Linked DNA regions of Gossypium hirsutum: region 1 is linked to region 2. The links are chromatin contacts, called in public Hi-C maps. All regions are on one chromosome and are shown on one strand. Each heading gives the region's core, a stretch centred on a gene start, on an enhancer-like site or on the middle of the called end of the contact. The rest is flanking DNA. Distances are from core to core; before and after follow the strand shown. Region 1 holds the start of LOC107934092 (transcription factor KUA1). Region 2 holds the start of LOC107929391.

Evidence for each region. A called contact is a pair of places that touch in the nucleus more often than the background predicts.
Region 1: a Hi-C map of leaf shows a contact between it and region 2, with 2.2 times the contacts expected there. The contact joins the promoter of LOC107934092 here to the promoter of LOC107929391 in region 2. A contact is called at or near these places in 3 of 34 Hi-C or Micro-C datasets (callus, hypocotyl and leaf).

Annotation. Positions count from the first base shown.
Region 1 is chrA08:114,626,511-114,631,642 of Gossypium_hirsutum_v2.1, reverse strand. It overlaps LOC107934092 (transcription factor KUA1), which reads right to left and starts at 2,678. Exons shown (of 3, transcript XM_016866442.2): 1 at 2,056-2,678; 2 at 1,057-1,265; 3 at 1-665. The coding sequence starts at 2,326. The coding sequence ends at 159.
Region 2 is chrA08:114,486,445-114,491,445 of Gossypium_hirsutum_v2.1, reverse strand. It overlaps LOC107929391, which reads left to right and starts at 3,138. Exons shown (of 4, transcript XM_016860798.2): 1 at 3,138-3,982; 2 at 4,077-4,148; 3 at 4,244-4,289; 4 at 4,383-4,925. The coding sequence starts at 3,386. The coding sequence ends at 4,249.

The DNA of each region.
Region 1 (5,132 bases), core at 1,429-3,928, 140 kb before region 2:
ACCAAACTTATTGAGTTGAACCCACAAAAGAAATATATATATAACTAAACCCAAACCAGATAGCAAATTATTAGTCTACTACTACCACCAATATTAACCTGTACTGCTCACAAACCCTAAGCTAACCTACGACATTAATTTCAGATCAAGTTTTTATCTTAAACCGCATGGATTGGGTTCCCACTTGAATCCATGTTAGAATTACCAGATGAAGCAGGATTGGCATGAAAAGCAGACTGCCTAGATGAGCCATCAAGTTTTAATGAAAGAGATGATGAGCCGCTATCACCAATACTTTCTCCCAAACTCAACTTTGACATGCCCACCAGCTCATCAACATTGATCGGGCTCTTTGAATGTACTGCTGTTGGCTTCACCACTTCATGCGTGTCCTTCTTCGTTGGTTCTGTGTCATACCCCATCCAATATGGCAATGAATATGGAAAGAATGGTGGGAAGTAAGTAGGATATACTACTGGGTAACAGGGTTGTGAGCTCTCTGACTTTGGAGGTACAGTTTCCCCATCATTCGAGTTGTTGGAATCCATTGATTTATCTTCTTCATCCAATGTAGGTGGAATACTCAACTGGTCATTACTCTGTGTTTCAGCATGTGGATGGTTAGCAGAAAACAAATCCTGTGATGCCATTGGAGTGTCACTTGACTGCAAGAAATAAAGAAGAAAAAGATCTCTTACACAACTAGAAAAGCAGTCAAATTGGATGGATATAAAATGTATCCAGGACTGTTCGTAAGCAAATAGGTATAAACCTATACTTAAAGAACAAGCTAAGCTAGCTGTATTATATAGGAGTTTCCTTTGATACGAGTACAAAGCAAACCATTTCTTCTGAAGCAAAAATTTCACAAACAAATGAAAGAAATCTCAGTGGTATGTCCACGATCCTAGTCATATCTACATTATTAAGTTCTCAAGGTTTAAAGTAGTTGGAAGTTGAAATAGTCAACCAAAAACCATCAAGTCAATTAGTCAAATTAGTAATTCATACAAGATATGGCAACTGATGTATCATTATAGAGAAAATGGTACTAACTTCATCTGCTACGATATCAAAGAGGCTAGAACGTCTTTTTCTCCTAGAAACATTGGACTGCCTGATGAAATATTTCTGAGCATGGCTAGCCACTTGAGTAGGAGTCCTTGATATAACATAATTGCGCGAGATTCCACGCCAATCACCTTTCCCAAGCTTCTGCAGACCAAGGAGAAACATCCTATGCTCCTCTTCTGTCCAAGGAACACCTGCAAAACAAATATAACTCAGATTCAAGAATCTCAGAGGAAGTACACCCATGTTTTATCCTATTGCTTCAACGTTTCATTAACAAGGAAAAAGGCACCTAGTCATTGTCACACCACGTACTTAGACCATTATTCAATGTCTTCTGGACTTCTCATTCCCCCAATGTCTATGATCAAATTTTTGAAGGATTATCGAATACTAGAACAATGTAGACGGTCACCAGGCACAAAATGAAACCCATTTTATCACCACCAAAACTCAGTGATATCACATCTGATAACCATTCTTTTGGACAAGATTTAACCCAACAAATTTCATGTTATAGCATAAATTATAATATAAAAATTACTAAAATCCATAACATCTCGATAATGAACTATGAAACCCATTTCTTGTTTTTCAGCAGCCCACCTCACTATATTCAAAAAATAAAAAATAAAAAAACAACCCCCTACTCTAACCAGAAGAATGAACTATAAATTAAGTCCAAAACTAACCAGAAATGCCATAACTTACTTTAAATCCTTAAACTTCAGAAATTTTATATTTAATCAGAAAAAAAAATATTTGTAAACAAATCCAACGTGATCACTGAAAAAAATATTTGTAAACAAATCCAACGTGATCAATGTGCACAAAATAAATACATGGAAGTTTTAAGCCAAAGAAAAGACTTCAAAAGTATTTGGAAGGTTTTCTTCTGTAGCTTATATAGTCTTACACTAATCATCCACAGAATAAAAACATAAATAATAGGCAAATAAAATTAATCCATCGAAAAACTGAAACCTTTTTTCCTTTCACGACTCGAAGACGACCCGGGGACGAAATCCTCAGAAGCATAACCATCGGTGTGATCCGGACCCTCACCGGGCGAACCCGACCCGTTCCCGTTATGCGCGCCAGAATTCGACCCGGAATATTGGCTTAAGTTGCCCATACTGGCGCTCTTCCGAATCGACCCGTCAGTCAAGCGGACTCCGAAGAGTTTGACCCCTCGGTTCGGACATGTCCGAGAGTTGTGGCCGTTGTGGCTGCAATGTGAGCAGCGACGCGTCATTTTTCACGGCCGAATAGATTCGTTTGGGATCAGATCAGAATGAAAATTAAAGCGATGAATGTCAACCGGATCTTAGAGAATCCGGATCCGAACCGCATGTGGATTAGGGCTGTGGTTTTGAACCAGAAAACAATTTTCCTTTAGTTTTTCTTATCTGGCTCCTCCCCTCTGGCTGTGTTAGCAGGTGGGAGAGAGAAAGAGGGATAAACAATATCCATATCGCATGTATTTATTTATTCAATTGCAAAAGGAAATCTAATGATCTAGTGCTTCGCGGAGTTTATTGTTGGAGATTATCATATTTTATCTTTAACCGTTGATATGGTCAACAATGGTGTGCCATCATCATACGTTTGGTGTGGGGAGCTGACTTCAACAAGACTTGAGACCATTCCCATTTTTTTTCTTCTTTTAGCGATAAATAGTTTAATCCCATGTTGTCTCTCCATTTTCTAAATATAATTTTTTATTATATTTTCAATTATTAATAAAAAAGTAATTTGGAAACGGTATTAATAAAAACTGTCAGAAAATAAGTGACGTATTCTTTCTTCTCAGCTTTTTTTTATTTCTTTATTTTATTTGAGAAACTATCGATTAAAAAATATAAATGAATGGTATGACACGTGTACGGCGGAGAGGTTAATTGGAAGGAAACGTAATCTTGGTCTGGGATCCAAAAACCCAAAAGGGTTGGTGAGATGTGTATGGGCCGTACGCGTGGAGATTCGCCATTTGCAAAATGGCATATTCTAGGGCATTAAAGCTTCTAGGATAAGTCATCGTCATAAATTATTTTTATCACACAAAAAGCTTTATCCACTTTATCCAAAGCCGCGGACATTTTCTAAATACTGGCTTTTTATAATTATAGCAACATATTTAAATATATATATTCACTCCCATAAAAAAAAGAATAAATTATACTAAAATTCATTCTAAAACTGTATTTAATCATTTTAATTAATATAATTATTTAAATTAGTCATTGCAATTATAAATTCTATTAATTAACTAACAGTGGCATTTATTTACTTATAACTAAAATTAACAACTTCTCTCCAATTAATCTAAAATATATATTTTTTAGTCTTGTTGTCCATTTCCTTGGTAACCTCTTGTCCTGTTGTGATAGCATGGGAGGTGGGCATGACCAGATGGTCGGTCAGGTGATATGAGTTAAAAAATTCGATAAAAAAATAATTACAGGAGAAACTAAAAAATTAAAATCAGAATAATTAAAATTTAAACTTTTAAATATAAAAAAATAAATTAAAATCTAGTATATAGTCGGTGTTTTATAGATAATTGTGGAGGGTAGTGAAACAAAATGATTTTAGGTGAAGTTTTGTGGGGCCAGAATGTTAAAGGAGGGGTGATATTTGGATGGAAATAATTGTGATGAAGATACGACAAACAATTATTTATGATAAATAGATATTAATGAATGAATTATCCTTTTCTCACTCGTAAGTTTTTTATCAACTTCCTCTTGGGTTTGGGTTTAGTTGGATAATCTATCCAACTTTAGCCAGGGGCTAAATTTTAATCACATTAATATAAGGACAGTGGGTAGGGACTCCACCGCTTTAAAATGCTAATTTTAATTCACATTTTAAATTTTAAGTTTATATATAATAAAATTATTTTTTTTATTTTTAAAAATAATGAACATGTTTCTTATCACAGTCATTACTCAAAAGTGTATTTTAGAATGGGTTAAATGTATATTTTATTTTATAAACGTGTTTTTTAAAATAATTTTATATATTTTTGTAATTTTAAAATAATAATATAAAAATTGATAGTTTTAAAATGAAAATCAAGTAGTTTAAAAAAATTTAGATTTTTTTTTATTTCTATGATATTTTTATAATTTTCAAAAAAGAATCTTTATTCCTCAATAAAGCCGTCGACTTTGCTCATTTCTGCTTGGAACCATTCATCTGATTTCCCACTCCTTTTTTGTTATCCTGAATAGATCATTCATTTGTAAGTTTAATTCACTTTATTTCTGTACTTTCTTCTTTGTTTTTGCTTTAGAAATTGTGGGGCAAAATTATTTTAGTTTCATCATGTTTTCAATTTTTTTTTTTAGTCTTTTAATATTTTTATTGAAAAAAAACTTAATTTTAATCAATTATTATGAACTTTAAGGGTAAAAGAAAATATAATTGGTGGAAATTTCTATGGATTTTCATATCCTTAACTTGTTTCTTTAGGGAAATATTTAAGAAAACATTTTCCTAGTTGTTATTGTTATACATTATTATGTCATGATTTTTCTTTAATTCGTTGAGGTTTGGTAAATTATTTTATCCATTAGTATTATTTTTTATAGAATAATGATTTGAATTCAGTTAATTTTGAGTAAGTGAACACTTAATCAATAGATCAAAACTTGAGATTTATTTAAAGTGAACACTTAATCAATAGATTATAACTTGAGATTCATTCATTCATTAATATTTGATTTGATGAAATTTTTAATTTTTAAAGTATCTAAAGATACTTTTCTCCAATAAAATATAAAATAACTAAAAGAAGTTTAAAATGAATGTTGATAAATATATTCTATCCAAAATTATTTTGGACCTGAAATAATAATTTACATTTTTATTACATTTTAATGATTTTTTATATTTTTTTCAAATATTATATTTTTAATGATTTTTATAAAAATTATTAATGCTGTCCATATGTCATAATGTGAGGCTACAACCTGATATTGTTTTATTAGCTACTGGTGCCACATCATCCTATTTTAATATTATAAAAAAAGAATTAAATTAGTCTTTTTACTATT
Region 2 (5,001 bases), core at 1,889-4,388:
AGTTAATTTACATAAAATAAGACTCGAATATAAGATTTTAAAGTTCTCAAAACCTTAACCTTGACATCAAGCCATAGCCTTATTTGCTTCAAGTTTATTTTTAAAAAATTGTTATCAATGATAATTATTTTTATTTTTACCTTTTCTTTGCTTTGCTTTTTGCTTCTTTTTAAATTATTTTTTATGTAAATACATCTTAAATATTTAAAATTTACTTTAATTATAATATTAGGTTAAAATATGTTTGAATTAAACATAAATTTAAAGTATTTAATTTTAATTAAAGTAAAATATATTTTTATATAAAATAATTTAAATATATTTAGTTTTATAATACTTAAATATGTAATTATTTTGTAATTAAAATAGATTAATGAATAAACTAAATAGAAGATACATGGATAAGTGATTGGAAGAGTATAATTATCTTTTTTGTTTAAAATTACTTAATAAATAGATAGGATATATGAGACTTTTTTAGTTACATAATCTAAATTTGGAATTATTTCTTTTAGTTACTCGTCATTACATTTTAATGTTGATGTTCATGAGTTAGGTTGGGTTGGACTCGGGTTGGATCTTGTCAAAATTTTAGGTTTGTTTACTAGGTCTGGGCCAACATGAGCTGAAAAATGGACTTAAAATTTTGTTCAAGTTCAGTCCGGATAAAAATATTAAAACTTGGACCCAGACTGATTTGCCCGAATTAATTTTGTATATAAAAAATGTTAAAAATATAATACATCAAAAATATTAAAAACATTTAAATAAATGTTTCCCAACAAATTGAAAATAAATTAAAAAATATATAAAAGAAACACTAACATAGGTATAACTTAACAAGCAAATGCCTCTAAAATTGTAACAAAATTAATAATAAAACAAGAGTTATATAATATCCAAACAATAACAACAAAATAGTAGTAACATAATAGTGAAATTGTAGCAAAACAGTGAGAAAATAATAAGAAATTTTTTTGCTAATTTGGGCTAGGTTGAGCCCAGGCCAAAAAAACCTTACTCGAGACTCAGCCTAATTTTTAAATTAGCATTATTTATTTTGCCTGAACTCATTTTTCGGACTAATATTTTTACTCAAAACCTTTCACTTTTTGAACGGGTCTTTAGGTTGGACTGAGTGAATCGACCTATGAACAGGTCTACCCCAAATCCATCAAATCATATTACGTGGGGGTTATAATTTTCTTTTTAATTTAAAATATTTCTAATTTAAAATTTAATGTCTAAAATTAGATTTTCTTTTTGGGTTATAAATGCACCTCCTTAAAAAGAAACACATAATCTATTTTTCAGATTATTTAGAAATTATTTAAATATGAAATTTAAATTTCAGATTAATTTAGAAAAGTAATTTACATTTTTGTTTATGTGAGATGAAACCATGTCGACAGTTTCAATAAAGATGTGACACGTGGTAAATATGAATTTTAAAAAAAATTAATGTTGTACAATTTTTCTTTTTGAAAAATCTTTGAACTTATCGCATTAGATGATGGTTTAGCTAATGGTTAACACATGGTGACATGTGTTGAAGAAAAACTAAAAGGGAATTTTAAAACAACTGTGTCAAATGACATGTTTAGTAGGAATATAACACATTGTAAATCTTTACAGAAAATTATAAAAATTAATTATGTCATGTCAGATGACAGTTTTAACTTTTTAAGATTCTAATAACAGATACAAAATTAAGAAATAGATTATACTAAGAAATACATTTAGTTTGACAAGGGATATAATTAAAGATTAGTGCCTTATTTTTATGAAGTAGATTTGGGAGACACTAGAAAATTATAGTCCTCTTAGCACATAGACTGTTGAATGGATGAGACAAGATCATCATAAATGAAATTTCTGACATAATATGTAAGTGCATAACCTTGTTGGTCCAAAAATGTTCTATGAGTTATTTATATATATTTTTAGGGGATTCCTTAGCACTTCATTATGTTATTATCTTTTAAGTAAGAAGATGTATAATTTTTACCAAATATAAAATTATTTATATGAAATAAAATTTGAATTTAAGATTTTAAAATTTTCAAGACCTTAACCTTGACATCAAGTCATAACTTTATTTACTACAAGTTTATTTTTTAAAAATTGTTATCAATGATAATTATTTTTGTTTTCACTTTTTCTTTACTTTTTTTTTTCTTTTTTAATTATTTTTTTATGTAAATACATGTTAAATATTTAAAATTTACTTTAATTATAATATTAGGTTAAAATATGACTGAATTATACATAAATTTAAAGTATTTATTTTTAATTAAAATAAAAAATATTTTTTATATAAAATAATTCAAAAATATTAAAATAAATCAATGAATAAACTAAATAGAAGATACATGGATAAATGATAGTAAGAGTATACTTATCTTTTCTTTTTTTTTTTTACTAAATTTGAGGTGGTAAGTATTTTTCATTACAATCTTAACATTTAATCTATTGATTATCAGGGTTGAATTTTCACCCCAAATCGTGAATTCGAGAGAGGGTAAATGGCAAAAAAAAATGTTTTTTAATCTAAATTTTATTTCTTTTTAAAAAAATATAAAGTTGAACGTATTAAAATGTTAAGAATTAATCATCTTATAAAAAGTAATTTTTAATTTTTTTTGAACTGAATTCAGTGGTTTATAGATGAAGTTATTCACATATTTGTTACCAATTTTGGCCTGAAGCCAAACTTCCAAAAGTAGTACATTAGAGTTGTGGTTTTTCAAACTTGTTTGGGTCGAAATATTTATCCAGATTTAAAGGTTTGCTTGAAATTTAAGATAGTTTGAATAAAAAGATTAGATTAAAAAATTAAACTCATTTAAAATATTGATAAATTTTGAACTTAAATATTTAACAATTAATTTCAACCCTAATCCGATCTATTTTTAAATTTATAGTATTTTATATTATACTATTTTTATATATTATATAATTTACTACACATAAAAATTAAATTAAATCTGAAATAATATATAGCGATAATGTAAATATTAAAAAAATTTAAAATAAATATAAATATAGAGAACCCCCAGTTCATGAAGACCTCTACCTTTTACTGCCGGTACACAACGTAAATAAATGGAACATCAAGCCTAAAAAATTCATAACATAAAAACCCGGTCCCCGGGTGATCTCGCTTTTGTATAAGTGACCTACGAAAAAAAATAAAGTTTATTTCTTCAACGAACATATTTGATATTTCTTTCTTCTTCCTTCTCATCTTTCAGGGTTGCTCTTCCTTTGCTCCGCCACTTCCTCCACCGCGCTTTGTTTTCTTTCTCAATTTCTCATCTTTTAAGAAGTGTTGGTCGTTTATGTGCAGTTGTTTCTTTGTTCGCTCTTGTTTTGTTATTTTTTTATGGCTACTGCACCGATAAAGTCTCAGCCTTTACACAACTTCAACTTTCCGTTTCTTAAATGGGGGACCCACGGAGGTGGTAGTTCATCCGCTGCCACCGCCGATCACAGCCGTTCTCCTGAATCCGACTCGGACCACGACCGTCTTCGTCCGACGCGTGTTGGGTCACGCTCCACCCGCATTCACCGCTCATCCTTTCCTCCACCACCGAAAGCCATCAAACAAATCCACCGCGAAGAAGAACAACGACAGCAACGAGAAGAAGAGTCGTCAAAGCCGCGAGAAAATGAAGCTGAAGAAGATGAGGAGGAGACTGTGCAGAGACCATGGAATTTGAGACCTAGAAAAGTGGTGATGGAGACGTCGGCGGCGGTAGTGACATCGGCGGCGGAAAAGACGAGTGAAACGGTGGGGCCGAAGTCGATGAGATTAAGGGGTTTCGCTGAAAATGGGGGAGTTGCGGAAAAGAAAGAAAAAAGGAAGTTCTGGATAGCTTTATCAAAGGAAGAGATTGAGGAAGACATCTTTGTTATAACAGGATCAAGACCTGCAAGAAGGCCCAAGAAAAGGCCAAAGAATATTCAGAAACAGCTTGATGTAAGGATTAATATTTCTGGGTTTTCGTTTTTCATTAATTTTCTGATAATCATTTAATCTATCCTCTTTTCTTTTTTTTTTTTGGACTTTTTAGAATGTTTTCCCTGGGTTATGGTTGGTTGGTACGACGGCTGATGCTTACCGTATTGCTGATGCTCCTGTTAAGGTTTGTTGCTTTATCTAAATTTTCATGTGAACTTGTTTGTATTTAGGATTTCCGTAGCTCATAACCGAAATCTCTTTTAACTTGTTTATCTGCAGAAATAGATCTATTGTTAGATGCAAAACAGATTACAAAATATGAAAGGTTGTCTCTAAATTTCTTTTAACTTTGGGGGATTTTTTTAGTTAAATTTCAAAGTCTGCAGCTGAAATAGTTTGGTGATGATGGTGTTTGCAGGGGATGGATATGGTATTAGTGAACTTGCAAATCTGGGAGCTTTGTAGGGGTATGGCACATTTGAGACCTCAATTTTTTTGTGGTATAATGAAAATATGACTTTTGTAAAGGAAAAGCATGAGAAGATATTTAATTTCTTATATGTGTTGTGCAAAGGGAAGAGTAGGGTTAGAGTTTTAGTTTAAGAAACCAAATATGAACAGGAATATGGATGAAATAGAGAGAGTTTCTTTCAAAGCTTTTGATTTCGCTATGCCAAATAAGTATTCCGATTCTGGGGTGTTGGGTTTTGTAGATTTTCTAATTCGTTGATTGCTTACGATGTTTGACAGGCTTCCCTACATCGGTGGGGGGCAGAGTTTCAAGCTGTGTAGTTAATTTGCAATCCGTAATTGGATGATTAACTTTAATATTGAGGGTACTACATTCTTCCTTTTATCTGGAAGAGCTCCTTCCTCTATACATATGAGTTTCGCAAGGAGGAACACTTTGAGAAGGTTCTAATTTTAGTTGATTAATATATATATATTTGCTTTGACTAAATATGACATCTTAGCATGAAGAAATCTTTATTGTTGTTGCTATATTATGCATTTTGATTTGGTCAAAATTGAATGGC